Linked DNA regions of Mus musculus: all the other regions are linked to region 3. Evidence: chromatin contacts called from public Hi-C and HiChIP or PLAC-seq data. All regions are on one chromosome and are shown on one strand. Each heading gives the region's core, a stretch centred on a gene start, on an enhancer-like site or on the middle of the called end of the contact. The rest is flanking DNA. Distances are from core to core; before and after follow the strand shown. Region 1 overlaps Poc1b (POC1 centriolar protein B). Region 2 holds the start of Dusp6 (dual specificity phosphatase 6). Region 3 holds the start of Kitl (kit ligand).

Evidence for each region. Hi-C and Micro-C count contacts between places; a contact is called where the count stands out from the background. HiChIP or PLAC-seq counts read pairs in DNA pulled down with a chosen protein or histone mark.
Region 1: a contact with region 3 is called in a Hi-C map of cerebral cortex, with 3 times the contacts expected there. The contact joins the enhancer-like site here to the promoter of Kitl in region 3. A contact is called at or near these places in 5 of 39 promoter capture datasets (the 3T3-L1 cell line, cranial neural crest, hippocampal neurons and 1 more), 2 of 484 Hi-C or Micro-C datasets (cerebral cortex and ventral hippocampal neurons), 3 of 115 datasets of contacts at active chromatin or transcription factors (astrocytes, embryonic forebrain and forebrain) and 1 of 9 other capture datasets (adipose tissue).
Region 2: a contact with region 3 is called in an H3K4me3 HiChIP or PLAC-seq map of embryonic stem cells, with 13 read pairs. The contact joins the promoter of Dusp6 here to the promoter of Kitl in region 3. A contact is called at or near these places in 2 of 484 Hi-C or Micro-C datasets (cerebral cortex and group 2 innate lymphoid cells), 3 of 115 datasets of contacts at active chromatin or transcription factors (astrocytes and embryonic stem cells) and 1 of 9 other capture datasets (adipose tissue).

Annotation. Positions count from the first base shown.
Region 1 is chr10:99,163,046-99,167,953 of GRCm38.p6, reverse strand. Poc1b (POC1 centriolar protein B) reads right to left here. Exons shown (of 12, transcript NM_027740.7): 10 at 3,005-3,085. Among named protein-coding and RNA genes, the nearest start is that of Galnt4, 57 kb to the right of the region's middle. Within about 2 kb of position 2,658, at least 46 of the 459 cell types and tissues checked have an H3K27ac peak or open chromatin away from gene starts, as enhancers often do. A contact at or near this core is called in cerebral cortex and forebrain, where this site is marked.
Region 2 is chr10:99,261,903-99,266,683 of GRCm38.p6, reverse strand. It overlaps Dusp6 (dual specificity phosphatase 6), which reads right to left and starts at 3,453. Exons shown (of 3, transcript NM_026268.3): 1 at 2,593-3,453; 2 at 1,703-2,140; 3 at 1-692. The coding sequence starts at 2,992. The coding sequence ends at 385.
Region 3 is chr10:100,012,560-100,017,409 of GRCm38.p6, reverse strand. It overlaps Kitl (kit ligand), which reads right to left and starts at 1,589. Exons shown (of 10, transcript NM_013598.3): 1 at 1,375-1,589. The coding sequence starts at 1,389.

The DNA.
Region 1 (4,908 bases), core at 1,409-3,908, 850 kb after region 3:
TGGTGGGGGTGGGGTGTATATGCCTGTAGTTGGCAGTATGTAGGTAAATGTAGAAACCAGAGGTTGAATTCAGGTGTCATTCTGGGAAGCCATCCACTTTGTTTTTTGAGATTAGGTCTCTGACTAGCCTGGAACTTGCTAAGCCGGCAAGATCGTCTGGTCAGTGAACCCTCATATCTGGGCTCTCCTCAGCTTGGATTACTGGCTCTCCCCACCAAACCCAGCTTTATATACAGTTTTTGGGAATTAAGATCCTCCTGTTCACACGGTACACTTTATCTACAGTGTCATCTCTTTAGTCGCAACAAACTCCTTCAATTATATTCCTATTTGAGGAGAGTGGCAAAGAGAATCTGAAATACCCCACCCTGTGTAGCCACATCATAGGTGGCAAATGCTAAAAGCCTATGTATAAATGTGCATGTTAGCAATGGAACTCAGGGTTTCTTTCAAGCATGCTAGCCAAACCTCAACTGCTGAGCTATATTCTAGCCATCTCTGATTCAAAGTCTGATGGCAGAACCATGGTCTATTTCTATGAAAATATTAAGAGTCAAACCAGAATCCTAAAGAAAAGAGTCTTTAAAAAGCCAAAAAACAAACAAACAAACAAAAAAACCAACCAAGTAAACAAAAAACAAAAAACCCAACCCTATATATGTGACTTGATTATAACCAAAATAAAGATTTTGAGGCGATAAACATTCTAAAACCATGACTACATGATAGCCAATACTTTTGCAGAGAATTATTTGGGGGTGGTACAACCAAGGTTTAAAAATATAGACTGGTAACAACTGATTTTTTGTTTGTTTGTTTGTTTGTTTGGTTTGTTTTTTTCGAGACAGGGTTTCTCTGTATAGCCCTGGCTGTCCTGGAACTCACTTTGTAGACCAGGCTGGTCTCGAACTCAGAAATCCACCTGCCTCTGCCTCCCAAGTGCTGGGATTAAAGGCGTGTGCCACCATGCCCAGCTTACAACTGATTTTGGTATCCAAATATTATATCAAAATTTCTGTCAGGCATTAGAGACAGAAGTACAAGCCACAAAGATACCAACAGTTACTTTGTATGCCTTAATTTCTCCTCTATAGTGAGACATTAGAGGATAGCTAAGACTCACCTTAGTGTAGCTTCTATGTGCTAGCCAAACTGCTACAGGCACACACTCCCAGCCCTTTGCCTTTCATAGTCTTACTATATAATTCATGCTAGCCTCAAACTCAAAACCCTCCTGCCCCTGACTCCTGAACTCTAAATTAGAATGTGCCACGATGTTTGGCTTTGCTACTCTAAAGTGAAGTCACTGGTGTTCGACTGGCTTTGTTACATAAAGGCAGCTTCACATTACTCAGGCTAGTGCTCCCCTCTTGTGGATGACTGACTGTTCTACTTAGTGCTCCCCTCTTGTGGATGACACTCCTTCATCACAGTCCCACAAATACCACATAAACTAGCTGATTCTGGTTCTTCTGGGTTACCGTCAAGGGATAAGTACCCTTTTGCTCTAGCTGGTGACAGGCCCACCTTCAGAGCAAACTTGGTTTCTTTGTTTTTTGTTTTTAAAATATGAGTACACTGTTGCTCTCTTCAGACACACCAGAAGAGGGCATCAATCCCATTACAGATGGTTGTGAGCCACCATGTGGTTGCTGGGAATTGAACTCAGGACCTCTGGAAAAGTAGCCAGTGCTCTTAACTGATGAGCCACCTCTCTAGCCCCAAGTCAGGAGTCTTTGCAAAGCTTAAAGGGTACCGGCAGGGGGAGTGAGTCTCAAAAAGAGAAGGAAAACTCTGAGACAGTTTCTAAGTCAGGAGCACTAAAGTCGAGCCTGCTGGTGACTTCCCAAGCTACCTTATCTACAGAATACAAAGTCAGCTCACTGGGACATATGGGGTCAGAGGCATGGGGTGTGTCAAGTTCATTGAAGACTAACTATAGGGAGAGCACTGTGCCAAGTTTTAGCTAGCTAGCTAATGTTTAGATAAATTTAATTGGACAAGTCACTCATTCGTGCAGAAATGCTGAGGGTTTGTGGATGTGAGCACGGTAAGTGCCCAGATCAGCTCCACCACAGACTCGTGCCTTCCCTTCACAGTGAGGGCCTGCTTGCTGCTATGTGGCTCTCGCTGCTGCGTCTTCTCAGAGAAGAACATTCTCACTGGCACTAACTCTGAGAGGACCCTTCATAGCTGCAGGACTGCAGTGCTTCCTGGGGACAGGCAGAACTCCTTTGCGCTAGATTTGCTTCTTGGCATCTACTTGAGTCTATATGTCAGGCTGTGTTTCTTTAAAATTTTACCCACAATACTGAACTAAATGGACAGCGTGGTGTCAGTGTGGTCACAGGCAACACTGTTCTTCCTGCTCTCAGAGCAGGGCTTGTGCTAATCAGCAGCGTTACTGTGATTTGTGTAGAAGAGAGGGCAGACACAGAAGGTAGATGGCTCAAACTGTCTCTGAAACCTTCAGATGCGCAACATATACGGATCATTTTTATAAACAAAATTGTAAGTAGTAGAGATACTTTATTTCTGGGTAATCCATCAAGAGAGTAACATAAACAAAGCAGAGGAACTGCCATTTTTAGGGCAGTACAGTCTTCTCTATGACAGCAGGGTAGTACCCCAGGACAGGGAGCAGGGGATAGGGGGCAGAGGATGGGGGAGAAGGGAGCAGGGAACAGGGTAGGCAGGAGGTAGGGGACAGGGGGGGCAGGAAATAGGGGGGCGGGGGGAAGTGAGCAGGAAACAAGGGGGGCAGGGGTACAGGGAGGGTGAGTTCGACTGAGTTTAAGATATTCCAAGGTAAAACTGTTCTGGAAATGGCTGCTGCTCCCCCTGGTGGTATTTTAGAAACGTAGAAATGACTTTGTATACAGCCTTGCTGTGCTGAAAGGTTAGGCCACCGAGCTCACGCTTTATCCCCGATTCTTTCACTTTGTAAGGAAATAGACTGTGACAAATGGTGCAGCACCGCTTAAGTTAGAGAAAGACTACTTACTGTGGTTGAATCGAAAGAAAGGACATCCACCACGGGGGGAGACGAGCTCTGCAAATCCATCACCTCACGCTTGGGATTAATCTGTGTGCACACATGAATAAGTCAACGGGACATCCTCTGTCATAAGGACCAATACTAAAAAAAGAGAAGTATTTATAATCTATTCTAAAAATAAAGCATATACTCATGGATAAGGCACAGATACTGGCAAAATATGGTTTCACTAAGCCTACCAATGTACACACTATCGACAATGTTGCAGTTAAGCAGGAAATGGCCATTTTCACATTCTAAAAGCAATGCAATTCACCTACAGAGGAATATTAAAATAGAAAGACCCACCTCAAGAGATGCAGAAAATATCCTAGCCAGTACATTAAAACAAGAAAAAGAAATACAATGTTAAGATGTATGAATCAGAGAGGAAATGATAAAGTTTCATTTAAAAACTCAGTGACTACCAATGGAGAGCTAAACAGGACCTACTTCTGAGCCCTCAGCCTCACCAAGAGAACCAAAGAGCACTGCCAGCCCCACTCAACACACAGACCCAAGTGGATTTTAACATGACGTTAAAATACGGACAGTTTCGAAAGTACTGAAGAAAACCCACCAGGAATTCATGGGAAAGACTAAGACTTCATTGACTCGAAAGTTTCAAGTAAACAGAAAGTTGTACTGTGGATGGTTTGGAAGAAGAGCAAGGCGTGGGTGGGAAACAAACACCATAAGATTCAATGGCATCTGTCTATAGACAAGGATGATGGACCGTTTTAAGAACTGGCTAGGTCCACGGATCCCGGCTAGCAAGGGTCGGCAGGAGATATGTAGAACCCAAACGTGATGATCAAACGGTAAAACCAGCAAGAACAAAAAATTTACGGTTATTATTCCAACCAGAGGTGGAGAACAGCATCTGAAAACCCGGAAAAGCAAAAGCTGCAAGCAAGGGGGATGCGTCTGTGATCGATCACGGATGCTGTGGGAGAGCTGTGTCACTGTGAGGATCATTATGAGGTCGAATACCGGAAAAGCAGAATATCTAATATCTGTACGCAAGCTTATACACGGAAATGTAGACAACAGAAATCCCATGGAAAAACAAATCTCAGAAGTGAAACCGTCAGAGGTTCTCTGCAGCAGTGAAAATGGCAAGAAGCACCATTGCTAACACAGGAGTGCTCCATACTGTCAGCAGCGCGCACGGCCCTTTGTAACTGTAGAGACTGCCTGCGAGGTAAAGCCACTGAGACACAAGGCTCCGTACACATATAAATGTGTCAGTTCACGTTATATAAACATCTCAGGGTTTTTTTTTTAAAGATTTATTTATTTATTATATGTAAGTACACTGTAGCTTTCCTCAGATACTCCAGAAGAGGGCATCAGATTTCGTTATGGATGGTTGTGAGCCACCATGTGGTTGCTGGGATTTGAACTCGGGACCTTCGGAAGAGCAGTCGGTGCTCTTAACCACTAAGCCATCTCACCAGCCCTCTCAGGGTTTTTATACGAAATAAAAAGGCAAGTTACAGGAAAACAAACTCAACACAACCCCATTTACCAAGACTTTCTGACCATTCAAAGCTAGAGAGTATTTAATTATAGATTTGAAAATACGTATGCAGTAAAATTGCAGGGAAAGGGGAACGAGTTCCTGGGTCGATGAGCACCTCCAAGAGGAACTACTTCTAAATTCAAAGGCCCCAAGGCAAACCAAAGAAAACACAACCGTTCTCAGTTCTAAGGAGAGAGCCAAAGAGAAGCCAGACAGCAGAGCCAACGGGACAGCACTCAGGGCCAGAAGAAAACCCTAGCTGGCTGCTCAGTGACAAAGGATTTAGAAAGGAAACACAGCTTGACACAGCTGCTCAACAAACACCAAAATAAAAACAAAATACACT
Region 2 (4,781 bases), core at 2,204-4,703, 750 kb after region 3:
GAAGACAATATATATAGTTAGTTCCAGATGCAACAGGAAACAGCCATACAAGGCCTTAAAGAACAGATGCTCCTGTCCCTATTCCTATGCTACCCTCTATCTGGATGGATGTCCAGTCCCTGCTTGGGTAGGCTGGGGTACAGAAGCAAACCTATTGCTGGATCTAGAGACAGCATGTCCTGTCCTTCCAAAAAAACAATGAATGGAGCAAATCTCTCCCTCCGTAATAACCAATTTTGCACTTGGCAACCTTGTCTAACACAGACAGCTGGTGACACTTTTGACACCCGGGGCCACACACAGAAAGAAAGCAGCCTGGTCGATGCTGCTCAAGAGGAACTGAAGGAATGGGGACAACTCCCGGCTAGGAGAGGTGGGTGCCTTTCACGTAGACTGCAGGGAGTCCACCTGGTAGACGTTCTGGTTGGAGGGCGTGGTGAAGTACAGCTGCGGAGTGGGGACACGGTTGTCACAAGGGCTGCTCAGTCCCAGGGTCCTTTCGAAGTCAAGCAGCTGGCCCATGAAGTTGAAGTTGGGGGAGATGTTGGACTTCTTCATCTTAACAATGTCGTAAGCATCGTTCATGGACAGGTTGAGCTTCTGCATGAGGTACGCCACTGTCACGGTGACAGAGCGGCTGATACCTGCCAAGCAATGCACCAGGACACCACAGTTTTTGCCTCGGGCTTCATCTGCGGGAACACACACAAAAAAAGGCAAGAGTTCACTAGACTGGAAAAAAAAAAAGGAACCAAGCCTTTGCAAAATGCTTAGCCTGAAGTCTGAATTCAGAAGGAATAGTAAACAACAATTATATGTGGCAACTAAGCCCCCGAAGGCACCAGAAAATGTATAACGGGAGATAAACATGCACACTGAACACAATCACATATTTCAGATTATTTCCTGTAAAGGGAGCTTTTGTAGTAAGTTTCTAACAACAAAAAAACTCCTTAATGTGTGTACATTCCTTGCCTCAACTTGTGAATACCAGAAACCCTGCAATCCGGTCCTGAATGCCTCTCATACAGACCAAGCAGACTGCAAGGGTCTATTAAATTATTCTCCCAACTGTTGTGCAGCTAACAATGGGGGTATTCAGGCATTTTAAAAGAGAGAGGGAAGTCACAGGGGACAGCCCATTAGAAGGAACAGGATGTCTACATGGCCTGAAAATGAGTTCCTTTGTAATAGGAAATGCACTACAATGCCTGGAGCTTCGCTTCTCTTAGGCTCTCAGCCCACAGTCCTTCCTGCGGGGGATCAGGTTACCCAGAGGCTCACAGTAACCAGTACCCTGCAGTATCACTCAGCTAGGTAACAGCTAGTATTCAAACTGCTTTCCAACAACTAACTTGGGTGTCCTAAAATAACTCCTAGATATATTTTTTTAATTATAATGCAATACTAGAATTCTTGTCTGCAAGTGAGTGCTTTTAACTCACTCTCCTCTCACATCCTGTCGTCTAGAGATAAGGAAAACATGGCTGATTGGAACAGCCTCCTTTTAAAAGTATGAATTAAATGGCTCAAATAGTCCCCCGATCTGCTACGTCAACGGGCCCTGTTTTCCCTTTAAGCAAGAAGGTAAACAAGAATTAACACTCTTAAAGACAGTAGAAGACCTGCAGTCCAGCAAAACAGCCTGCAGGAAAACAGATTAAGATCTTCAACTCTATGAATGACTGTAAATTAGTCTCACCTATGAAAGAAATGGCCTCAGGGAAAAACTGGGACAGGTTTTGGCTCCAGTGATCCGAGATAGGAATTTGCTTGTATTTGAACTCGCCCGCATTCTCAAACAGATTGGGCAAATTGGGGGTGACATTCAAGATGTACTTGATGCCAAACTCTTCCAACACGTCCAAGTTGGTCGAGTCCTTGGCACAGCCCAGGTAAAGGAAGGGCAAAATCTCCACCGGGAAGGAAGGCTGGCTGTTGGACAGCGGGCTGCCATCAGAGTCCGTTGCACTATTGGGGTCTCGGTCAAGGTCAGACTCAATGTCCGAGGAAGAGTCCGAGCTGATCCGCAGGCCCCCGAGCCCCAGCACTGGCAAAGGCGGGGAACTGCTGCTGCACGAGCCGTCTAGATTGGTCTCGCAGTGCAGGGCGAACTCGGCCTGGAACTTACTGAAGCCACCTGCCAGAAACAAGAAAAGCAATCTTGTAACCGGAGAAGCTGTAGTAATTTACAGCTAGTGAGAAGCACAAAGAACACTATGGACAGGCACCCTAGGAACCCCCGGCAGTGGTAGAAGCACGCTTCAATGCGCACCTTTAGGAACACTACCCGCTGCTTACCCTGGGAACACTTATTCTCCTGAATCTGGAAATGCACAAGATTACTTTTCTTAATATTTCGAGGAGCTGCGAGGTGCCAAGCTGCACCCTGAACTACGTTTCCAGCTCTTGTGAACCTTAATCCTACACCTACCCAAAGAAAGGTGCCTGATTAACCCTTGAAGGAGAAGCTACCACGGTGGCCCAGCTAGCTCCCCTAAGCGCAATGCAAGCGGCGATCGCTACCTCGCTAACATTTTCCCCAGCCTGCAGTCCCAGCCCGGAGCCCTGCACCCGGGGCGCACAACATACCTTCCAGGTAGAACGCCCGGCAGCCCTCGTCTTTGAGTTTCTTGAGCAGCAGCCCGAGGACCGACTCTCCACCAGTGTTCTCATTCCAGTCGCTGCTATTCTCGTCGTACAGCACCACGGTGTCGGTGCCGCAGCGCCTGGTAAAGCGGTCCCGGTCCTCGCAGCGCGTGAAGAGCGCACGCACGGGCAGGTTGCCCTTCTGCAGACGCCGCAGCATGATGCCGGGGATGGCCACATTAATGGCAGATTCGATGTGTGACGACTCGTACAGCTCCTGTGGTCGGCAGTCCATCAGCAGAAGCCGTTCGTTGCCCAGCTCCAGCTGCTCGTTGAGCCACGACACCGTCTTGCAGATCGCCATTTCCGACGCGAAGGGCACGGGTCTGAGCGTATCTATCATGGGGGTCGAGCTGCAGGAGAAGGCGGGGTGCCTAGCAGACGCCCCTCGAGGCAGGCATAGGCCGAGCACGCTGCGCGAAGCTCCCGCTCTCGGAGCGGGGTTTGATTCCGCCTCGCCTTTCCCAAGCCGAGGCTAGCGGTTAGGGAAAGCGACACAGAAGTCAAGTCGGTGGTCCCTCTGCACCAGATCACTCTCCGAGTCAATGAATCTCTCTCTCTGAATGAAGGTGCCCAGTTTTGTTCCTACCCAGTGAATGAAATCCAATTAATTCGGACTCCGTGCCACTGAGAGGAGAAAAAGGGAAAAGAAAAAAAGTCTAGCGGCTCTTAATCCTTCCCTCTGAGGCTGCACCTCGGATCCAACCCGGTGTTTCTCGCCGGATTATTCAAGACTGGGTTTGCTCACAGTCCCTAGGACTCCGCGAGAGCACACCCCCTGTGCGAGGCAGCTCCTCAATGGATACAAACAGCCAGCGTCTCAATGGATACATTCTCTCGGTCAGCCAATGAGCGCGCTGCGGAAGGGGCTGTTGCCGTGGGGACGGGCCGGCTGGAACAGGTTGTGTTGATGAATTGTTAATGAGTTTGTCATTCACAAAAACGGAAAGGAATTTCCGCTCCGGATAAGCCCCAGTGCAAACAAGCTGCAACTGCGGGCTCGGCGGGAGGAAGGAGAAAGAAGAGGAGGCGGCGGTGGAGGAGGAGCAGGGCACATAAACCAGGGCACTAAAGTTGTCTCGTGTTTCCTTCTGTTTAGAGTTCACACTTCGCGTCTAACTCTTGCGCACCAGTAGTGCAATTAGCAAGCACAAAAGCCCTTATTCGCGACGCTTACAATCTTAAGTTAGCCTTAATAAAACTTGAGGGGTTTTCCCCCTTTTTAATTCTCTTTAACGCTAGATCCAAGCCCGCCATAGCGCCGCCCCTGCTCCCCCACCCCCAACCCGGTCCTCCTTTAGATCGTGTGTGGCATTTGTTTGGCTCTTTTAAAAGTCTAGTTCTGTTTGTTCTAATGTCCTTTTAGGCGAGGCTGTGTTGGGACTGGTGGACTGCCTGGGCTTTAGCGACCCAACGAAGTGTTAAATGCTAATCCAACATCTCTAGAAACAAACTAGTGTTTTGTTGAAACATTTTAAAGCAACTAAGCAAACAAGCGTTTGGTTGTCCAGAAAACCAGAAGCGCCCCAACCCCGGGCTTTCTCAACTTTCTTGGCGGCAGCGGAGGGGGGGGGGCGGGTGGTGTAAGCACCCAAAACCTTGTCAGCTATCCCTGCACTTTTCTTCTGCTCCGGTGAAGTGGGGGCATTCTGAGCCATTGTTCCGGAGATCTTGCTCCCCACCACCATCACCGGTCACCCATCGAGCCTGGGGAGTCGAGCTCCTTTAACGATCTGGAGCCAAGAGCAGAGTTTGGTTTCTAAGAGGAACCGGTCTGGCAAGGCAGCCTAGGTTAGGTGCCTGGGACGACAGGCCTCACCAACGTTTCCTGCACCCCGGAGACCTGCAAGCCTGCGGGAACTCAAGCGTAAACAGTGGCGGTTGTGGACAGAGGCCGGTCCCCTATCCTTTCTAGGCTGCAGCGGTCCCCGGGCCCCGCAAGGAGCACGCTAGCAGCTCCAAACGCGCTTGCGCGCTGCGCTTTGGCCGCAGCATTGCTGCTCTGGGGGATGGGGGGGGGGGGGCAGGACACGCGACGACCCCGTGATCGCTTGTAAGGCCGTCGCGGAACCGTCGCCTAGTGAGAGACCTGGAGCGGAAAAGGAGCCAGAGGTGTCCCTGTCTGGACCCCA
Region 3 (4,850 bases), core at 340-2,839:
TCCCTCCCCCTATCTGTTTCCAAGCCAGGAAAAGGTGCTTTATTCTTGCTGTTTCCTCATGGGTCGGTATCCCAGCCTAGATAGCTATTTAAAATAAGACGTCCTATGAGTAATTTAATAAATTACCTCCAACACACTGATGCCTTCATCAATGCTGAAAATGAGCACAAAACCTCCCATCCCATCCCCTTCCATACATTTCAGAAATTTACATCACCTATAGAATGGAGGGAGCAGGGCACCTGAAAGAACAGCTTTACCCAACCTGCTGCAGACAGAACACTTCAGAAAGGAAGAACCATGAAGAGGTAGCAACCGCGAGGGTAGAGGGTAGAAAGAACTATAGAGGAGAAAGAATTACTACAGTGGCTCTTTCCACACATACACCCTCCCCCGTCAACGAAGAAAAGACATAATTGTACCCCCGGGCTATGTTTTATGCATAAAGCGCAATTTAGAGACCCTGGGCATTATCTCAATAACTATCTTTAGGAGGTGCACATTAAAAAAAAAAGGAGAAGTAGGAAGAAGAAGAGGGAGGAGGAGGAGGAGGAGGAGGAGTAGAAGAAGAAGAAGAAGAAGAAGAAGAAGAAGAAGAAGAAGAAGAAGAAGAAGAAGAAGAAGAAGAAGAAGAAGAAGAAGAAGAAGAAGAAGAAGAAGAAAAGAACTTTTGCTGTTCTGTAATGGGAGAGGTTGTCTTGTCATGCAGTGTGGAAGTACTACTACTCCATCTAGAGCTTTCTGGAGGGCCCACCCAGAGCTGTGAACCCGGCCGACACCGCAGGCTGCCAAGTTTTCCCCGCCTGCCGGGCAGGTTCTGCACCCCGCCTGGCGCTGCCGCCTAGGAGCTCTGGGTTGGCTTCGCTCCAGCGGCTGAGCCCGCGTCCGCACCGCGTCCCGCGCCCACCTGGGGACTGCACAGATAAATCTGCCTGCGAGAGCGAGCGAGGGTGGCGCGTGGGAAGCTGTTTCATAATCTCCCCGAATCCACGGGGAAAGACCTCCGGTCCAAAAAAATTAAAAAATTAAATAAGAAACCCAAGCCTTCCCGGTGATAACTCCAACACCCAGGCGGAGGAAGCGTAGCCTGCATCGGCGGTTTGCCACTGACAGCTTCAAACTTCGCAGCTGCGGCTGCAAACTTGCCACAGGCTCACTCTCAGCCCTGGCTCTCCCCAGCTCCCGGGCTCACCCCTGGGGCGGCGGCTCGGGCTCTCACACCACGCCTGTCTCTCCCACACCCTCCTGGCTCACCGGGAGGGCGCAGCCCCACATGGCCTGGTTGCCGGTCCCAGAGCGCGCCGGGCTCCCCGGGGCTCCCGGAGCGATTTTCTTGGAAAGCTTCCGAGCTCCTCCCGGGCGTGCCCTACTCACTTGTGTCTTCTTCATAAGGAAAGGCAGCGCTGCGATCCAGCCCAGGCAGCGGTGTGGCGACTCCGTTTAGCTGTTCTGGAGCTCCAGCATATTGCACCAGCAGCGGCTGCAGATAGTCCCAGCATTGGGTAGCTCGAACGCAGCGCCCCGTCCTTGGCCGTTGCTTTCCCGCGGCACTCTCGGTCCCGGTGACAGACAGCAAATGAAGCCCCGGCTGCTGCGCCGCCAGCGCTTTTTATACAGCTCCCTCCCGCCCGCCCGCCAGCTCCGGACACGCCTCCTTCCCTTCCGGAGCCTCGGGGAGGAGAGCCGCGCACCGAGTCCAGGCTGGGAGACCCGGGAGCGCGCTGAAGGGCGGGGATCTTCCCAGAGGTTGGACCGATCGAGCCTGGTGCGTCCCCTGTCTGGGTACTGGCCAGAGTCCCTGAGGCACCGGGAGTCTCGGATGCCGCTGAGCAACCTGCAGTAGCTGCCCTGTGCCCGGCTCCCCAGTCCGCAGCAAGCTCACCAGCACTGTCCGGGTACCCTCGTTGCACCGCGCACAGTGGAGAGGGTCCTGGCTCAGGAGCCGCGTGGTCGGATAGACTTCACTTGGTTCTTTTCCCCTACCTCGCCTCAGGGAAATAGAACCAACAACCAAAAAAGTTTAATTACAATCCCATTGTCTTAGCTAGTTTTTCTCTTCTCTTCTTTTCTCTTTTCTTTTCTTTTCCTTTCTGTTCCGTTCCTTTCTCTTCTTTCTTTCCTTCCTTCTTCCTTCCTCCCTTTCCTTTTTCCTTTTGTTTCTCCTCAGTTACTTTAGTGAGAAAACAAGTGACTCAGGATTAAATGGTACTAAAGGAGATGCTGTTTTCAACAGTTTACTACAGAGCCTTTGGAAAACAAAATTGAAAGAAAAAGATAGCTTACTAACTGCGGGTTGTTCTCACAGAAAGGGTTTTGAAAGGTCCACTTTCAGATTAGGAAAGTTTGTAAAAATCAGAAAGCGAACAATGGCCATAGTAACACATCTCATAACATTATGTGATGGATCTTTTATTACGTAGTAGGTGTTGTGCAAGAACTATTCATAAATTATCTCTTTTGCCCATAGGCCTAGTGTGTGCCTGGTGAGTGAGTGAGTATGTGTGTGTGTGTGCGCGCGCGTGCATGTGTGTGTGTGTGTGTGTGTGTGTGTGTGTGTGTTTTCCATGTTATAGATTAAGAAATAGCCTCAAGAGGTTAATTCCCCCCCCCAAAAAAACCCCGAGAGTTGTGATTCAAATCCAGAACCTTGGACATACTGCCCTAAAAAAAAAATAATATGCCAAATAAGAATGTTCTTTTTCTCGAAGCCCTTCAATATTTTTAAAGGTAATTGAGGAAAACGAAAAGGCATTTTGTTATTTTTATAAGGAAAATATTAGCCTCAAATCCCCATCAGTAATTTTTTGGAACAAGTATGCTGTCCAGTCATTCTTATAAGAGAGGAGTATTCCAAATTTGGTTTGAGAAGCTCACTTGCCATTGTTAAAAAACAAACAAAACAAAAAGTTAATATGCCAAACTCCCTTTGCTAGTTGCCTACTTGTGCTGCGAGAATTTAACTCAGAATAAATGTTGTAAATGGTCACATGTTCATCTTACTGTTGAGGGTCAAAAGTCCAAAATGGCTATTGTTGAGGGAAAACCAGCTGTTGCCAAGACTGCATTCCTCTCCGCAGGCTGAGTGAGAGAATTCATTTCCTTGCCTTTCCCAGCTTTGAAGGCTGCCCAGGTTCCTACACTCACAGCCACCTTTATCTTCAAAGCCAGCAATGTTGAACTAAGTCTCCTATCAGACCAATCTTACCTACTGGTCTGCCTCCCTGTGCCACTTCTAAGGGATTGGGAAATTGCATTGGTTTACCTGATGATTGGTGATCCAGAAAAAAATATGTCCCACTTTAAAGGCAATTGTTTATCAATCTGAATCCTGGATTCTTGACGGAAGTGCTAGGGAGCATATATAACAGATGCCAAGCACGAGGAAGGACATGGCTACTTTGGAGCTGATATCCTGTCTGCTGCACTCATCTGCAACTTTGTGGAGGGAAGTCTGTGCTGCGAGCTCCCAACTAGAACAGTAATTCCTTCAGTTACAAGATTATTACATTTTGGTGTGGGAGACCAGAAGAAAAGCTAAAAATATCATACCACTGATTTTTCCCCTCAACAAAAAAAACGGTGCAGCATACCATTTTGACCAGAAAAAGCAAGAAGGCTAAAATGGTACCAATTATAATCACATTGGAAACTCTTAAAGTAAGGGCTCCTGTCTGATACTGTTGCCCCTTCAGTGTACAACCCCTTCAGTGTGCCTTTGGTTTGTCAGACAGAATCAAATACCCATTGTATGTACAGAGGATTTTTATCCTACAGTTTGCCTTGAGATCTAATGAATTTTTAGGGAATTTGATTTTCCGTATGATTCACCTGTAGGCTGTAAGAACTTGTTTCTAAGATTCAAAGCCAGGCATTTATAACCACAAAAGCCCTGAGATGACATTATTAGGTTCATGGTTTACAGAATGCTGAGTTTGTTTATAATGTGAATATATGCTAAAAAGTATATTCAATAATAGAATAGATCAGCAGAATATAAGTGATTTCAAATAGACATTTAAATGTTTTCTGTATAAATCTCCTTATCAAAATTAATATAAAAAATAACTGGGCTATATAAAGAAAGGTAGGCTGTGCACATGTTTAACTTAAGAGATAGAGGCCGATGGATCTCTCTGAGTTCCAAACCAGCCAGAGCTAAATAGTAAGGTTGTGCTGAAGAAGGAAGAAGAAGAGGTGGAGGAGGAGGAAGAGAAAGAGAAAAAAGGAAAGAACAAGAAAAAGAAGAAGCAGGAAAGAATGGAGCAGGGATGAACATAAATACCTAGAATATTACAAAGAAATGCTTCATCTGAATACCTGGAACATAGCGAGTGTTTTCCTCTATTAACGTTACATTGTGAGGCCGGAGAGTTAGCTCAGTTACTGAAAGCATTTACTGTCTTACCAGAGGACCCAAGCTGCATTGTCAGAACTATTAGGTGGATGGACGTCACTCAGGACACTCAACATCCTCTTCTGAATCCTATGGCCACTGGCACACATGTACCAGACACACAGATACACACATATGCATGTGAATAAAAATAAATATTTTAGAAGGAGATCATCTTCATGTGAGCCAATGCAGTGAAAAACTGGGGACATGGATTAAATCTGCAGAACCCTTGGAAGAGTGGACAGAGCATCAACTCCACGGAGTCACCCTCTTTACTCTGTACGCAGACTTTGGCATGTGTGAAGCCCCACAGATATCATACACATACATGCATAATAGCAATAATGAAAGTCATAAAAATATTTTGAGGTCAAGTATTTACTTTTTTCAAGTGTTAATGACACATATTTAACAAATAAGAATTGCATGTGTATCATGTACATTATATATATGT